Regions from separate parts of the Drosophila melanogaster genome. Here region 2 is linked to region 1. Evidence: chromatin contacts called from public Hi-C data. All regions are on one chromosome and are shown on one strand. The core of a region is the stretch at or near the end of the contact, and the rest is flanking DNA. Distances in the headings are between cores, read along the strand shown.

Evidence for each region. A called contact is a pair of places that touch in the nucleus more often than the background predicts.
Region 2: a Hi-C map of the Kc167 cell line shows a contact between it and region 1, with 1.6 times the contacts expected there. A contact is called at or near these places in 23 of 107 Hi-C or Micro-C datasets (the D17-c3 cell line, the Kc167 cell line, the ML-DmBG3-c2 cell line and 11 more).

The regions. Positions count from the first base shown.
Region 1 is chr2L:12,279,952-12,282,780 of dm6, forward strand. bru1 (bruno 1) reads left to right here. Exons shown (of 9, transcript NM_001273478.1): 4 at 2,563-2,611. Among named protein-coding and RNA genes, the nearest start is that of lncRNA:CR45282, 35 kb to the right of the region's middle.
Region 2 is chr2L:12,342,628-12,345,869 of dm6, forward strand. It overlaps CG43813, which reads right to left and starts at 1,639. Exons shown (of 2, transcript NM_001273480.1): 1 at 1,508-1,639; 2 at 1,016-1,428. The coding sequence starts at 1,250. The coding sequence ends at 1,137. bru2 (bruno 2) reads left to right here and starts at 1,592. Exons shown (of 9, transcript NM_176025.3): 1 at 1,592-1,923.

The DNA of each region.
Region 1 (2,829 bases), core at 145-2,644:
ATAATAAATATAACAAATCTAGCAATCTAAGGTAGAAGTGTGTTTGTGGGGAAGGTTATAGTTGTGTTTTCGATTCAGCACATCTATGTACTTCCTGCATTTTTTTTTTGAATGCATTGAGTCCTTGCAAGGATATAGAATAGGTCGATCATTATTCCGTAATTTTTCTGGCGGTAAGAGAGCAAGCCAAACCGCAGGCACAAAAATGTCAATTTGCACTTTGGACCAGAAGCAGCTGAAAAGCGGAAAAGCAAGCAGAGTTCTGGAAAAGTTGTCAGCACAAGTGCAAAGGGAAAAGATATAGTGGTATGGGTATGGCTACGCGAAGGGGTATGGGTGTTGCGGGGAGGGGTCAGGAGATAGCGAGCAACGTCAGCAAAAGCGAGCGACATTTGGCAATGTTGCTTTTTATTTGGGGTTCCCTTCACTTTTTGTTCGTGCGCTGTACCCTTTTTTTCTGCTTTTGTAGCGCCATCAAATAAGCATTGAATATTATTATTATTTGAAAGCCATGTGTTGGCTGCGAAAAAGCAAGCAGGATTGGGAGAAAAAGCGGAAAAGCTTCCTATGGACAATGCTTATGTCATCACGTTATCGGCTCCCAAAAAGAGAAACTGACATAATTTGCATGTAGCTTCGTGGCTGCAGCTGCGATATTTATTTTAGAAAATTGCTATGCCACACATTTGTGGCGATGACGGCTAAAAGGGCGTAGAACGGGACATGTGCGTGCTGCATATGATTCCCATCGTTGTTGCCACTGCTTTTGGCAGCTCCGCTGACAGGCTTTGACGTTGCCTTGTAATTTTCTTGCACAATTGCGATTGTTATCGAATGGGGGGAAAATTCATGTTGATTGCTGGTAAACGTTAAAAGAATTATTTAAAATTTTATTTAATCGTTGACTTTTAGTTTGTGACCGATTGCTTCGAGCTTTTGAATTCTATATCGTTATAATGTCAATCGATTAACTTGCAATTACCTCCCATATCGATAACTTATCGCAGTGCTGCATTTGATGATCCACATTTCGCAGATCAAGTGTGCACACCGGCCGATAATTGCCCCAATAGAAAACAGTTGCTTGCGATATTTCAACCAATTACTTGGTGGCAGGAAAAAGCCAACCACGAAAGCTGGTTGACAAGGCGAGGAAACGACTTCCACCTTCGAAACTCGGCTTCTCCTGGTGGGGGCGTGAATGCCGCCTGTGTTTGACTGGTAATTGCTACTTCCTGCATATAAATAAATTGGCTGAATAAGAAAGGCAGAAGGTGGCGGTGGCGGTGGCGGTGACGGAGAGCCGGGTTGACTTTGGCTGCAATTTGTAACCAGTCGCGTTGCGTGTATTATTTACGGCTAGCAGAGGTTGGGCCATGAAAGCAGGAAAGACGGAATGGTGGCAGAGGGCAGCGCCCGAGGGAAGTACAAGGACATTGCCTTCTAGCGTAGACTGTCGTCGTTTGTTCGCCGCCCGTTTGCCAATAAATCACGCGCCATTAGCCAAGCTGTAGTTTCACGCGGAGGTGAGGACGTGACACGCGTGATAGGTTAATAAAATGTATTTTCAGTAACTATAGTAGTAGTTTCGACCAGTCCAACTTTAGGAAATAGCTTCGTCCAATAGATACTAGCAAGCAATTAAATCGCAAAACTTGGATGACACTGTATGCCATGGCATTTCCTGTTTGCCCCAAATCACGATGCCATCTCTAAGGACAGAAGGCAGACTGACCTCGTGCCCGATACGCGGTCTCTTTTACCGTGGAATGGGGCGTGGTGCGAACTTTAAGCTTGTTTTAATTAGAAGACGCTACGAGGTGTGTTTGTGTGTGTGTGCGAAAAATTACATTTAAAACACGCTGCAAAGTCTAACGCATATTTTAGGATTTTTGCTGCAGACCCCGTTAACATTTTACACACCGCCCGTGTCCTTTTTAGCGAACGCTGAATAAATGTGTTTGGCTTTTGTCAAGGATTTAGGCGGAGGCTTTGTTCCGTGTCCTGCGCGAGGCTCCTTTCTGCCTTTGCCCTGCATTCCATTCATTATGCAGCTTAAGTGGATGATGGTGGTGGTGGCCCTGCGGAAAGGAGGAATGGGCTCTTTCGCCCGATTTCCCCCTATTCCCCTATTGCACCAACGGCAATCCCTTGTCGCCGTTTTTGGCGACTGCATTTTGGCCCTAAGCTCTGTAAATTAATCGCGGCCTTCTCTCTTTCGACCGGAAGCACGGAGCATATTGCGCTCTAATATTTCAAATGTGATTAACACAGTCCGGATTTGATTTTAACGAGAGTAAAGGGTAGGATTAAAACAAGCAAGAATACGAGACTTTTGGTGATAGAAGGAATTTGTACAATATAAGAATTCATACTAATACCATGGAGCTCACATTATTTAAACATACCCTAATATAAAAGAATAAATTTATTTCGGCAGCCATCAAAAATGAATTCATCTACTAATGCCACCAACTGTGTCAAGGACTTTTCCAAAACCAAACCAATTAGTTTTCAATTTAAACTCTCATTAAATTTGCTCTTCGTTTCGTTTTATTTCAGATGTACCATCCCATTCAAATGAAGCCCGCCGATAGCGAGAATCGCAATGGTAAGTTTTTATTAAATTCACAAAAACCAGGCAAAAAAAAAACGGGAAAAACTAGTAGTTGAAATAGAAAGCTATACGCACACAATGCGGTGAATAGATGCGGTGTTTTGTGCATGTGGGTGACTAAAACTATGCGAAGCCGAAATATTTCCACCGCCAACAAATCAACAAAACGCGGTACAAAGTGACCAGCGAGGCGTGAGAAATATGTGTGCGAT
Region 2 (3,242 bases), core at 389-2,888, 63 kb after region 1:
TTTTTCCAATTTTCAGCCTCTTAAATATTCGCAAAGTCCCCTTCCCTTAGCTGCAAGTAAAATTGCAATAATAAGAAGATTATGGAACTCACAGCCATTGACATTAAACGCCAGGCGAGTGCCTTGAATAATTAGCGATGTCATTTAATTTTAGCCTTTTTCGCACCGCTAACCATGCCAATGTCTGTGCGATAAAATAAGACCTTTTGTTCTGATTTATGGGTATAGATAGAAATGAAAAGAGGGAATGAACTTGACAAAGTTGCAAGATGAATGATCGACGAAAAACAAGCGAAAAATCTCCAAGATTTCTGTGGGAAAAACTTAATTTATTTAAGTGCATTTAAGTTCTTAAAAATGTATTATATAGTTCAATTTTTAAATGTCATACATTGGCACTCTCCATGAAAAATAGCCCCAGCTATCTTAGCTCGATTAGTTTATGGAGTGCAATCCAAATGGGTCATATCCACACCCATTAATCCCCCGAGCAATATTCAAATTGTTCGAGCAGCGCAGCCAAATTAGATTGCCACCCACTTGAGTGTCTACTTATAGAGCCTGTCAAACTAACGGCCAAACTAATCCGCCTGACAAAATGTCACGGAAAAATACAAATAATAGCAGGAAACTCACCTAGCTGGCTGGCATTGTGGGACCATCGGAGGAAATTGGGAAAACACGTAAATAACAGAAGAACAGATGTTCTATTATGGTTTTGTTTGGTTCTGCTCGGACAGCTCGTAAAAGCAGCAAATCGATCGGAGAAGCCAAGAGATGCGGCTCTTCACTCTGATTTTCCGATGACGCCCACTCATCGACGCTTTTCCTCTCAGTGCGGTGGACACTTGCCGACCAGTTTTCCCCCATACAAACTTTGGGGGTACTAAACAGAGCAGCAAGTGCAGCGAGAGCTGAGCGTCAAATTAATTTGTGTTTTGATTTAAATTATGGTCAACACAAGCAGTTTTCACATACAGCGGCAACCTGAACATCGCCGCCGGCAAATTCAATTAAATACTGAATAGAAGATACATAGAACATGCATAAGTTTTATTCATCGAAATATTATTTATACTTATAATTTATATTCCGGAATAAATAACGACGGGTCCGCTGGGCGGCTCCATGGACTGTCAAGTCGATCGGCGCGGATCGCCCGGCAGTGCCATCTTGAACGTTCCGCCAGCCAAACGCGAGAAAATCGCGCGCATCGTCGTCGCCGCTACGTCGTCGCCGCCCACTCGCATTTTCACGTTTACACGCCCGAAAAGAAAACCACACGCGGATATAAAGTGCAATATATATAAAATAATATTTTTGTGGCCCAGTGCAGTTTTTTTGGAAATCATGTCACTTGCGGTGCCAGCTTAAAAGTGTGGAAATTCTAGCCACATAGTGCGTAAGGAAGTGCAGTTAAAGTGCCAACTGATCTCGAAATAGATAAGAAATTGGAAATAAATTTTGTAAAAAATTAAAGCATTAAAAAAACAACGAATTTACTCACCATAAAGCAGAGAATTAAACAAAACGCATAAAATTTACCTACGACTCTAAATATGTCATAAAATCCAAGTTAATTTCCAAGAGCTGGTGATTTGCCTTGGCCATTGTTTGTTGATTGTATCTGCAGCGCATCTTGTGCGTATCTGTATCTTTATCTGCGAGCTGTGTTTTCGCGAGTGCGTTCGGTATGCCGCATCCAAGAGAGATTTGACCTCGCACTTCACCCATCAAGTGAAATTCATTTGTCGTTCAACTCACGCGATCCGCGGTCTGCTCCTCGTCATCGGTCGTGTGTCTTCTGGGATCTCGAATCTTGGATCTGCGCTAAACACAATCACCCGGCCAATTTGTCACACAAAAGAATCGTTCTAGTCCACGGAAGTTTCCCTCACATCACTACAGCCAATTGCCATCGAAGTAAGTGAGTTACTTAAGTCAAATTCCAGCTGATACTCTGCCGGTCGCATTCAATATTTATTGCTCTCGAATGTCCAACATGTGGGCCATATTGCAACAGAAATAGCCGGCATTGAAATGAATTTGGCAAAATCAGACAACAACAAAAAAAAAAATCAGAAAATAGATTGTGGAATATTGGGATGAGCATAGATTGCTAAGAGAGCCATCCAAAAATAAGCAATGGAAAGTATTATTAATTAATTTTTTGGACAAACTTTCGGTCTGTGTTGTGTTCGACAGCTCCGTTTCATTAACATCGCTATAAATAGGCAAGTGGTCCATAAATCTCGAGCGTCCAGTGCAAATAACAAGAAATAGATTTAAGTTATGGCTGGCGAATTGCTTGTTTATATTGCGATGCCGTTGACAATTTTTATTTGTTTAGTGGTGAGATGGACTAAATTTATGCAAATGCCGATGGCGTTGGCGATGCCTATCCCGATCCCGATCCCGAATCCAATATCCAATTAGCAGACACAGGCACACACAGATGACCCCAAAAACTAAAGCAATTTGTCAGGGTTTCGGGATTGGTTTGGGGCTTCCATTTGCCGTATTCGTATACGGTTTTGTCATTATGGTCAATAATTACCGCAAGCATGTCAACCGAAATTATTGCCCAGATAGATTTTCCAACCCCGTTTGCCACACTTCCACTTCGGTTTAAGTGTCCGGCCATGTGTTGCAGTCAAACCGCAAGGACTCCCCGGCTCCGGCATTTTCCTCCTGGCCAGTCCGCTCTGCCGGAAATAATTACTCAGCTTGCTTTTCTTTCGAGTGGAGGGCCACGACGAAGGGGGCGAACGGACGTGGTCCAACTTTCCCCACATTTAATTTATATTATTTGTGCTTCCTTTTGTCTGCCTTGGCCGGCGACCCAGCTCTCCACCTGCGTTCACCTGGCTTTATTAGTAGCTCACTGTCCGTCCGTCTGTCTGTCGGCTGGTCGGTTGGTCGGTTGGTCGGTTGGTCGACCCCTCCTCGACCGCCCTTTCAGCTGACCCAGGACTACGGCCATGTCCTGGCTGCTGCTGTTGTCGTTATTCAACCACTAAACTGTGTTTTGGCTTTTGTTGCATTTTCAACCGCATTCCTGTGGCTTCTTCAACTTCGATTTTCCAGTTGAGTTTCTAATAATATTATTGGAATTGAAGGGTTCTCACAGCCAGCACAAAGACCGAGCTCACTGAATTTAGGGTAAGAGTATTGCGTTTCATATTTCCAGTCGACAATCGACTTCAGTTCCGAAATGCTTCGGCGTAAATTATTTAATAACG